Regions from separate parts of the Sus scrofa genome. Here region 1 is linked to region 2. Evidence: chromatin contacts called from public HiChIP or PLAC-seq data. All regions are on one chromosome and are shown on one strand. The core of a region is the stretch at or near the end of the contact, and the rest is flanking DNA. Distances in the headings are between cores, read along the strand shown. Region 1 holds the start of C7H15orf39. Region 2 holds the start of SNX33 (sorting nexin-33).

Region 1 (5,137 bases), core at 751-3,250, 370 kb after region 2:
CCCTATGACAAGGTTCTGCAGCCAAAAGGAACCCCCCCTCCCCTGCCTCACACTGCACAGCAACTTTGCAGAGGTTGTATGGTTTTGGAGGTGCTGAGCCCCCCTGCCCTTGGGGGCCTCTGGATTAATTAAGTGCTGGCTCTAGTCTCACCTCCTCTGCATACTCCTTGGGGCCTGCTCCATACCCACCCCCTTCTCTTCTGGGCTCTGCCCATTGCGTGCCCTTTGCCCGGGAGACTTCCTGAGACACCCCCTTGGGACCCAATCAATAAAGGTGAGGCCATTTGGGACCCTCGAGAGTCTTTGGAGGAGAGACAGGGGCTCTAGGGAGACAGCAGAGGACTATGAAGGGTATGGACTATGCCAGTAGGGGATGGAGAGCCCAGTATATATGCCCTCAAGCAAGGCCCCTCCAGGTTCAAGAAGGTAGCCAAAGTGTAGGGGCCTCCTTCCCTGACACTGATGCATACACAAAAAGGCAAGCAATTGTTTGGGGAAGGGCAGGACCCCAGGGAGCAGGGGTCACATCACACTTTCGGCCACTGAGCTACTTGCTGGTTGAGGTTAGAGCTGGTCTGGGAGGACCAACCTCTGGCAGGGTCCAGAAGACCCCACCAAAGCTGTGCCATCCCTGCCCTAAGCAGCAGGGGGAGTAAACAGTTCTGTGGCCCCATTGCCTCTTCCACCTTTTAAGGGGTCTCCAGGAGGACATCGGGCAAAAGCAGGAAGAAGAGAGGGATCTTGCCCAGCTGTGGCCAGCGCCTGGACTCTCTTAGCAGGCTGAACTAGGCCCCCTTTCCATGTTCTTACACCTCCCCGCAGCTGAGGCTCTGGGCCCTGCCACCGCTCCAACCGTACCTAGGGGCAGCCCAGGCTCCAGGGGAGGGGGAAGGGTCGTGGGATGGGCTCCAGCCCCTTTCCTCTACCTGCCTGGCCCATAACTCTGTGCCTGGGGCCCTCAGCCGACCTGGCTTTGGGGCTACCGCTGCACCCGACCCCGCCAGCTTCCGGGTGTCCTCATGCCCTGCCTGGCGGCGCTGGGGCGCACGTGCACCCCAGGAGGACGACACACAGGCCTCCGCCACCCATGCAAACCCGTGCCTGCAAGTACGTGCCTGATCCATATCTGCACAAACGGCCCGCCAGAACTGCGTTCTCCCCTCACTCGGGCCCCCGCACACGTGTGCACGCAGGCAGGACAGCGCACCGGGCCCCACGGACCGACACCCAAAGACTGGTGAGAGGATCGGGGCAGGGGGGCGGCCTGGCTGCAGAGACCGGGCAGCCACCGCCTCGGGGCGATCTCGCCAGCCTGGGCTGCGGCCAGAGAGTGAGTCAAGCCGTAGCGAGGAAACCGCAGGGCCGTCGCGTCCCAGCAGGGCGCGTCCAGAGCCCCGCGGAGCCTTAGTGCCTGCGGCCCCCCAGGCCAGCCCCCCGCCGGCCTCTCCTCTCCGCCCGCGTAGTCCACGTGAGCCGGGCCCCGCAGGAGGCCCGGGGGCTCGGCCTGAGCTTCACTTAGCCAGCCCCGCACTAGATCAGGCGCTAGGGCCCCGCCGGAGCTCCACGACGCTACCTGCTCCAGGGGCCTCGAACTCCGGGGAAAGTCGGAGCAGCGGCGCGACCCCTGCCCGGCAGCGCTCCCGCCGAGGGTCCGAGGCCGCCAGGAGCCACGCCACTTCGGCCCAGGCCCAGCGCGCTCCATCCCCGGGCCGGCCGGTAGGGGCGCCCTGGGGCAGCGCCACCCGCCCCTTCCCCACGCGCCGCCCGCAAACTCGGCCCAAGTTTCCGCGCCCGCCGAGTGGGCGAGCTCCTACCTGCACAGTGCTGGGCTTCCCGCTGCTGCTGCCTGGGACCGCGGCCGCATTCTCCAGCGCCAGCGAGGCGGAGGGTCCTTGTCCAGCTCGGCCCTGCGCGGGAAGTCGCGGCGAGCACCGAGCCCGGAGCCACCCTCCGAGCTGCCGTTCGCGCCGCCGCCGGGCGCCGTCTGCGGTCCCGGGCGGGGCGGGCTGGGGGCGGGGCGGGGGCGGGGCGGCCCGCGCGGTGGGGGCAGAGCCCGGCCGTGCCTCTGGGAGCCTGCGCTCCCCCGGGCCCTGGGGGTGTGGAGGGCCTGCGTCGGCCAACCCTCCGAGGCCCCGGCCGCGGGCGCTGTGCACTGTCTGAACCCAGCACACTCCGCGAACCATCGCCCCACGCGCCCGTCACACGTCTTCATTCAGTCACTCAGATCATTCATTCATCGCCACTTTTCTAGCTCTGTGACCTTGTGCCCGCCGCTTGACCTCGTTGAGCTTCAGTTTCCTTATTTTAGTCAAACTGGGATTATCTCATTGTGTCCTAAGATTTAGAAGAGGTTATATTAAAATAACTGGCTCTCAGAGTTCCCGACCCGTCTCAGCAGGTAACGAACCCGACTAGGATCCCTGAAGGTGCGGCTTCAATTCCCGGCCTCACTCAGTGGGTTAAGGATCTGGTGTTGCCTTGAGCTGTGGTGTAGGTCGCAGAATCTGCTTGGATCTGGCGTTGCTGTGGCTGTGGCGTGGGCCTGTAGCCGTAGCTCCTGCTCCCATTTGACCCCTAGCCTGGGAACTTCCATATGCCACCAGTGCGGCCCTAAAATAGCTAAAATAAAATATCTGGCTCTCTTGGCCAGTACAGTTGCATTAGGGAGCCGGAGAAGGTCTCCTTAGTCTGTTCCCTCACCGCAATACAGCAGAGAGGGCAAATTCCAGAAAAATATCTCAAAGCTTGTTAGGGCACCATACCTGATGAGGAGGGGGTGATTTCCCCATCCCTGAAGTGAGCCAGGAAGGAGGATGCTGGAAGTTTTGCCAAGTGGCCTCAGTGGGTATCTCTGAACATTTTTGACAAATCTCCCTCAGTAAGACTGGACTAAGCTCCATGTAGCCACATAGGTGGGTTGGGTTGAGCACTCCCAGGCAGGAACGGTGTGTTACCAAGAGAGGGGCTGGAGGGATGGAAGAGCTGTCTCCATTTGCCTTCTCCAGGCCATCTTGGTGGCCATCACCGAGAAGCTGCTGGGTGCTGTTACCTTCTCTGAAAAACCTAGTTCCTTGCATTTCTTGGGCTGCCCAAGGACTGGGGGCAGGTGTATGCAGTGAAGGAGGAAAGGAACAGGTGGACATGCCAAAGGTCAGAACAAGTTCACGGAGCAAAACCACCCAGGCCATCTGCTCAGATCCCAAAGGTCAGGGCCGCCTGAGTCAGAGGGCAGAGCAGGCCTGAGGCTGCAGGTTCCAAGAATAAGGAAGCATCTAGAGCTGCTGGAGCTGAGCAGGAGGGGCTGGGTGCTGCGGAGAGGAAGAGGAAGTGAAGGTCACCTGGGGCAGCAGAGAGGGTATTAATTAGTTGAGATATGAAGGGCCCTTAGAAATTGAGTTTGGAGAAGGAGCTGGGGAGCAGAGGCTCAGAGAAAATTGAGGCTTTCCCAAAGTCACATAGCAGGCTGGGATCAAGAAAATGCATTTGTAAGCTGATGACTTGGAGTCATGGCCAAGCTTCAGCTCACAGGCTGTTCTTCCTCACTTTTTTTTTTTTTTTTTTTTTTTTTTTTTTGTCTTTTTGTCTTTTCTAGGGCCTCACCCATGGCATATGAAGATTCCAAGTCTAGGGGTCTAATCGGAGCTGAAGCTGCTGGCCTAAGCCAGAGCCAGATCCGAGCTGCATCTGCGACCTACATCATAGCTCACAGCAATGCCTGATCCTTAACCCACTGAGCAAGGCCAGGGATCGAACCTGCAACCTCATGGTTCCTAGTCAGATTTGTTAACCACTGAGCCACAACGGGAATTCCAGTTCTTTCTCACACTTGCTCCTCACTAACACTGCCCTCCCCTCCAAGACACCCATTCCCTGGCCTCCACCCTGGTACTGGGGATGGGGAGGGAGGAGGGCAGTGTTCTCTATTTAGGGTCTGGGAGTCTTAGGTTGTGCGATCAGCTGGCCGGTGTTCTCTCCAACTTCTCTGAGCCTGAGTGGGGCCCACCCAGGCCAAAATGAGCCTGGTGAGGCCCAAGGAGGGGCAGTTAAGAATCTGTGGACCCAAAGTTCCCATTGCGGTGCTGCGGAAATGAATCCGTCTAGGAACCACATGGTTGCGGGTTCAATCTCTGGCCTTGCTCAATGGGCTTAGTTTCTAGTATAGGTCGCAGAAGAGGCTCGGATCTGGCGTTGCTGTGGCTGTGATGTAGGCCAGAAGGTATAGCTCCAATTAGACCCCTAGCCTGGGAACCTCCATATGCCATGGGTGCAGCCCTAAAAAGCAAAAAAAAAAAAATCTGTGGACCCACTGAGTCTTAATTCGGGGACACTTCGCAAAGACGGCACCTCCCTTGTCCATTTCTTTTCGGAATCAGCATCTTGTGCATTCATTTTTGGCATCACTTAAACACCTTAGACTACAAAACACAAGTCACAGGGCAGGGGACTTGGGAACCTCTTTGTAACCTTCTGAGCCTCCATCTCCTTATCTGCAAAATGGGAACTATGAACCCAGGTTAGTGTCCAACAAAGCCAGCATGGGACATTAGTTATAAACTGTAAAAAGCTCCTAGCGTCAGTTGATTGTGAGCTCCTGAAGGCTGTGACCCTGCCGTCTTCTCTTCCCCAAGGGTCATGTGCAGAGCCTATAGAGAGAGGTGCCTACAAGCCTTTGTTGGATGAAGAAAGGTACCCTATACGAGGTGGCTGCAAAGAACAGTGTGAGCAAAAGCAGAGCAGGGATCCGTCTGTGCTTAAATGGGCTTCCTGGGTAGTGTTAACACCGAGCAGTAGCATAGAGAAACCTGGAAGGCAGCCTTCACACCTAAGCTGTTGCCGAGACACACGAGGGCTGCACAGGTCTGTGGGCAGATTGTCCTCCTCTACCCGACCCCAGACACGGCTCCGAGGACAGTGAGGTAAAAGGTCAGCTCCCTGAACTTCAGCTTGTTAGTTATTAATAACAATGTCTCGGCATTCCCATGGTGGTGCAGTGGTTAATGAATCCGACTAAGAACCATGAGGTTGCGGGTTCGGTCCCTGGTCTTGCTCAGTGGGTTAAGGATCTGGCATTGCCGTGAGCTGTGCTGTAGGTCGCAGACATGGCTTGGATCTGGTGTTGCTGTGGCTCTGGCGTTGG
Region 2 (4,969 bases), core at 1,769-4,268:
TCCTTGCGGAAGCCCCCCACATGCTTGCGCACCAGCTCCGATGCTATGGTGCTGAGCTGCAGGACGCTGTCGTCCATCTTCTTGCTGAAGGCTTTGAAGGTGTCCACCCGGTCCTCCACATCCTGCAGGTCCTGGTGCTCCGTGGGGATCTGGAAGGTGAGCAGGAAGCTGGCACCCACCATCTCGTCCTTCTCGGCCCGGCGTTTGCCCATCTTCCACTGCTTGTCATCCAGGCAGCTGAGGAAATGCTGGAAGCCCTCGTACTGGGATAGCACAGGGTGGCTGGTCATGTGGTCCATCCAGAGGATGAGCCGCCGTTTCCGTTTCTCAATGAAGTCCTCCTCAAAGCGGCCTGTGGCCTGCTTCTCTGGCAAGTGGGGCACCGAGATGACAGTGAACTTGTGCAACAGGCGGTTATAGAGCCAGTCAAAGTGTTTGTAACGCCTGTAGACAGGTGAGCCGGCGTGGGTGGGTGTGAGCTTGTAGGAGATGTAGCTTTTGATGCCCTTGAATTTGGTCTGTTTGGTGGGGTCCTCTACCGAGCAGGCAAATGGGTGGGGGTTGGCCTTCCACTGGGGGCCTCGAGGGCCCATTTCAATGGAGTATGTCTCTGCGATCTTGGCCATCATGGGCACATCACCCAGGATGAAGGCCTCCACGCCAGAGCGCACGAAGCACGAGAAGCGATTGAGGTTGCGCCCCACCACGCTGCCTCGCTTGGCAGATGCCAAGCTGTCCTGCCGCTCGAGGGGTGGCTTTGGCCGAAAGGCCATATGTTGGCTGGGGTATGCACCAGGGTAGGAGAGGTTGAGTGGGGGGTGCCCATTGGTGCCCAGCCCACCAGCCCGTGGCTCCTCTACCACTGTGCAGCCATCATCCCAGTCATCCCAGTCATCATCATCGTCCTCCTCAAAGCTGCCCTGGTTTGAGAGGAAGCCACTGCCCCCAGCACTCCTGGAAGGGTTGGCCACACTGGAGCTGTCATACAAGCTCACCTCAGTGCCCAGAGAGCCTGCAGGGCTGCTAGAGTAGTCAGCATGGTTGGCACTCGTGCCAGAACGGATGATCTCCACGTAAGAGGCAGGGAAGAGCCCTGTCTCACCGCGGCTGTTCTGGCCCTGCAGCCAGCCATCCAGGGAGGTCTCGCTGAAGATGACCAGGTCCTCATCCTGCTGGATGCTGATCTCCTCTTTGTTCTCACTGCGGAAGTCATAGAGGGCTCGGCCTTTTAGTGCCATGGCTGGGTCAGTGGAACAGAAAGACGAGGAGAGGGTCCTGCCCAAAACTGGAGAGAGACACTTGCTAGGGTGTCCAAGGATGCACCAGCAAGCAGAGGCCTGCCACAGCCCTTGGACTCTCCGCCCCTGGGGGGGGGGGTGTTCTCGGTATCCACAGATGGTGTCAGCCTCACTCTCTTCAAAGCAATATCCACAGGTCAGAAACCGACCTACCAGGTCTCCCCGCACATGCCTGTGAGCAGGGAGGGTTCATGTCCACAGTCTTCCTCCCTTCCTTCCGCAGCCCCTGAGGGGGAGTCTCTCCTCCTCCCACAGTCAGAAGAAAAGTCAAGTGACTCGAGAAATCGGCTCTGAAAGGGCAAGAATTCGACACTTTCCACTGGAACGTGTTCTAAAATAGAAGAGAATCACTTGGAAACCACCGTCCCAGAAACCCGGCGGCAGCGCTGGCTCCCAGCTCCTTCTGGCTCTTCAGGCCCCGGGAGGCTCTCAAATTCCTCCGCAGATCTGCCCCTTCCTCCTTCCTCCTCCTCTTCCTGGGCCACTGGGTTTTCAAAAATCCAGAAAATCCAAGAGGGGCAAGGAGAAAAGCAGCAGCCTCCTGAATCGAATCCAAGGGTGGATGTGTCCGGCTTCACAACGAGCCAGGCCGGGAAAACAAGGACCGAGGCTTACACAACAGGCCGCCAACTCCTCGACCCCGGCGGCCCGCCGCGCCCCCAGCCCCCAGCCCGCTCGGTTGTCCTCTCCCCGCCCCCAAGTGGCCAGCCCCCTCCCCGGGGAAGAAGGGGACGCGACGAGGCGCTCAGGCGACTTCTGGCCACTAGCTGAGTGGCCTCTTTTGTTTGTTTAATTCCTCAGCAGTTTCTGAGCCTGAGTCTGACCCTGATCTGAGTCCAAGGACCCTCGTCCAAAGGTAACCCCAGCGGTAACCGGCCCCGGCGCGTAGACCCCCCGCCCCTCGCGTACACACAAACACTCAACAGGGAGTTTGGCGAGTCAGCTCCGAAGTGCAGATAGCCCGCCCGGGCGTCTGACCGTCGGTCCTCTGCTCTACCCCGCGGGGTTCCGCCGGTGGGCGGTTGGCCGGTGGCGGGTGGGCGCCGGTGGGTGGCGGGCTGCGCCCCCAGCCCTCCTTCTTCTCCAGCGTTCGCAGCCACTCTGCGCCGCCAGAGAGAAGCCAGCTCCAAAACAACAAAAAAAGGCAATTCCGGGAGGTGGCGTCCCAAGGAAGGAGGGAACAGCGGAGTGGGGGTGGGGGGGAGGTGAGGGGTGGGGACAGGGAGAGAGAAGGAAAAGCAGGCTGGGGAATTGGGCAAACTCCACTGCACTTCCGTGCGTCCTGGCTGGCCAAGGACGGCCCGGCTCCGCCCTCCCGCGGGCCTGGGGCGCAAGAGCTCGGCTCCCGCCTACTTTTAGCTTTTCTTTTTGGCCGTCGCCTTCACTCCCTCGCGCCGAGATCGGGATACGCGAGCGAGGAGACCACTGGAACTAGGGGGCCCGCAAGCCTCCAGGGCCAGCCCCTAGGGCAGCCGCACCCCTCTGCCCATCTGGCCCCGCTGGGAGACACCTCTCGCCCGGAGAGGCTTAAGCGCCGCGCGGGGGAGCTCTCCAGCCGCCGCCTCGCCTCCCGGGCTCCGTCACCCTCCAGCCTTTTCCATGACGCAAGTGAGGGAAAACTCCTAAAGTTTTTAGAGTGCGGTGCTCCAAGGTGTGCGCCAGAGTTGGAACCTGGGAGAGAGGATGTGCGGAAAGCCGCAGACGCCACCTCCCACTCCTCTGTCCCCCACCCCCCGCTCCGGCGGGACGCGGCACCGCAGTGGCGCCGCCTGGGGATTGTTCTCTGGAGGGGGTCCCATCGCCAGAGGCGCCCTCATGGAAGAAGCCGAAGCCCAAGCCTGAACCGGCTGAGATACTGGTCTCTGCAGGTCCTAGGTACCCTAGCTAGACAGAGCCAGGGGCACCCCTATCCTGGGCGAATTCCTTCAGCAGGGGAGACAAAATCCCTTGTATGTAGCGATGGGGAACAAGCCCAGGCACAGCCCGGTTCTTGTTGCTTTGTACGGCTGCGGCTGCGGAGTCACGATGTTCTGTCTTGGCCAGCAGCCGCGAAGAGAGAGGGGTGGTCGGGGTCGGGTTCTGGGGAGAGGTAAAGGGGGCTTGACCTTGCTCACTGATTCTGACAGGCATTGTGCTGGGCACTGGGGATTAGAGTACGGCAATGCAGTCGGGGTTCCTGCCCTGGATAGTTTACAGTCCACCCTCTTGTCCTTCATTAATTCATTCATTCTGTCTCTGTCTCATTCATTGAGTCATGCATTCAAGGAAATATTAACTGAATATTCAGTACCAATCCCCCTGGGCTTCAAAGACAAGTAAGACGTTGTCTTTACCTACCAGAAGCTCAGGTGAGTCAGGATAAGTAAAGAGATATTCCTCCATCAGTGTGACCAATGCCCTGAAGTGGGAATGGGAGGGCACCGATTCCAGCCTGGGTTGAGCATGGGGATCAAGGAAGGCTTCCTAAAGGAGGAGGTGCTTAAGATGAGGCAAAGGCTTCAGCCCATATTCCCCTTCCTGGCTATATAACTAGAACTTCCCTCCCCCTCATTATTCTTCCCAATTGCAGATTGACTGCCACAAGGTAGTGCTATAAAGTTAGGTAAATTTGGCTGTTTTTCGTCTGTTTGTCTTTTTAGGGCTGCGCTCATGGCATACAGAGGTTCCCAGGCTAGGGGACGAATGGGAGCTGTAGCTGGCGGCCTACACCACAGCCACAGCAACGTGGGATCTGAAACTTATCTGCAACCTACACCACAGCTCATGACAACGCCAGATCCTTAACCCACTGAGCAAGGCTAGAGATCAAACCTGAATCCTCATGGATACTAGTCTGGTTCATTAACCACTGAGCCATGACGGGAACTCCCTAAATTTGACTGTTTTGAAAGATATGATATGCAGGCCTCTGGCTCCAAGACCTAATTTCATTGGCGCAGAGTAGATCTAAATCCCTATGCAGAACTGGCATTTGACAGAATAAAGGCTTATGAAATACAAAGCCCAGAAGCCCAGGTATTAATTTGCATGGAGAAATTCAACTGTCAGGCAGACCTGAATTTTTCCATCAATAGATCAAGGCAGTTTGGCCTGCTCCTTAGAAAGCCCATTTACCAGAAGGCTAGCCCGCTGAAGCTAACAGGATGGGAAGCCCCAGGATGGGAAGAGGGGATGTCATGACAAGTCTTTCAACCAAGAAAGCTTGCATTCTTGTCCCCTGACATAGGGGCAGCCTTGATTCTCAGGACTCAGTTCAGCCTAGTATCTCCAGGACTAGAGCTTGAATATGCTTCCCCCAGCTGCTTTTGGGACACTTCTTTTTATTTATTTTATTTTATTTTACTTATTTATTTATTTTGTCTTTTTGCCTTTTCTAGGGCCGCTCCTGTGGCATATGGAGGTTCCCAGGCTAGGACTCTAATAGGAGCTGTAGCCGCCGGCCCAGGCCAGAGCCACAGCAACACGGGATCCAAGCCACATCTGCAACCTACACCATAGCTCACAGCAACGCCGGATCCTCAACCCACTGAGCGAGGCTAGGGATCGAACCCGCAACCTCATGGTTCCTAGTCGGATTCGTTAACCACTGCACCACGACGGGAACTCTGGGACACTTCTTTTCTGTAATCTCTCTTCTTTTCACAGAGCCTCTCTCCAAACTGGATTTAACA

The links. HiChIP or PLAC-seq counts read pairs in DNA pulled down with a chosen protein or histone mark.
Region 1: a contact with region 2 is called in an H3K27ac HiChIP or PLAC-seq map of alveolar macrophages. The contact joins the promoter of C7H15orf39 here to the promoter of SNX33 in region 2. A contact is called at or near these places in 1 of 47 Hi-C or Micro-C datasets (embryonic fibroblasts) and 2 of 2 datasets of contacts at active chromatin or transcription factors (alveolar macrophages and skeletal muscle).

Annotation. Positions count from the first base shown.
Region 1 is chr7:58,388,117-58,393,253 of Sscrofa11.1, forward strand. It overlaps C7H15orf39, which reads right to left and starts at 2,001. Exons shown (of 3, transcript XM_021099036.1): 1 at 1,815-2,001.
Region 2 is chr7:58,012,580-58,017,548 of Sscrofa11.1, forward strand. SNX33 (sorting nexin-33) reads right to left here and starts at 3,019. Exons shown (of 2, transcript XM_001929226.7): 1 at 1-3,019. The coding sequence starts at 1,238.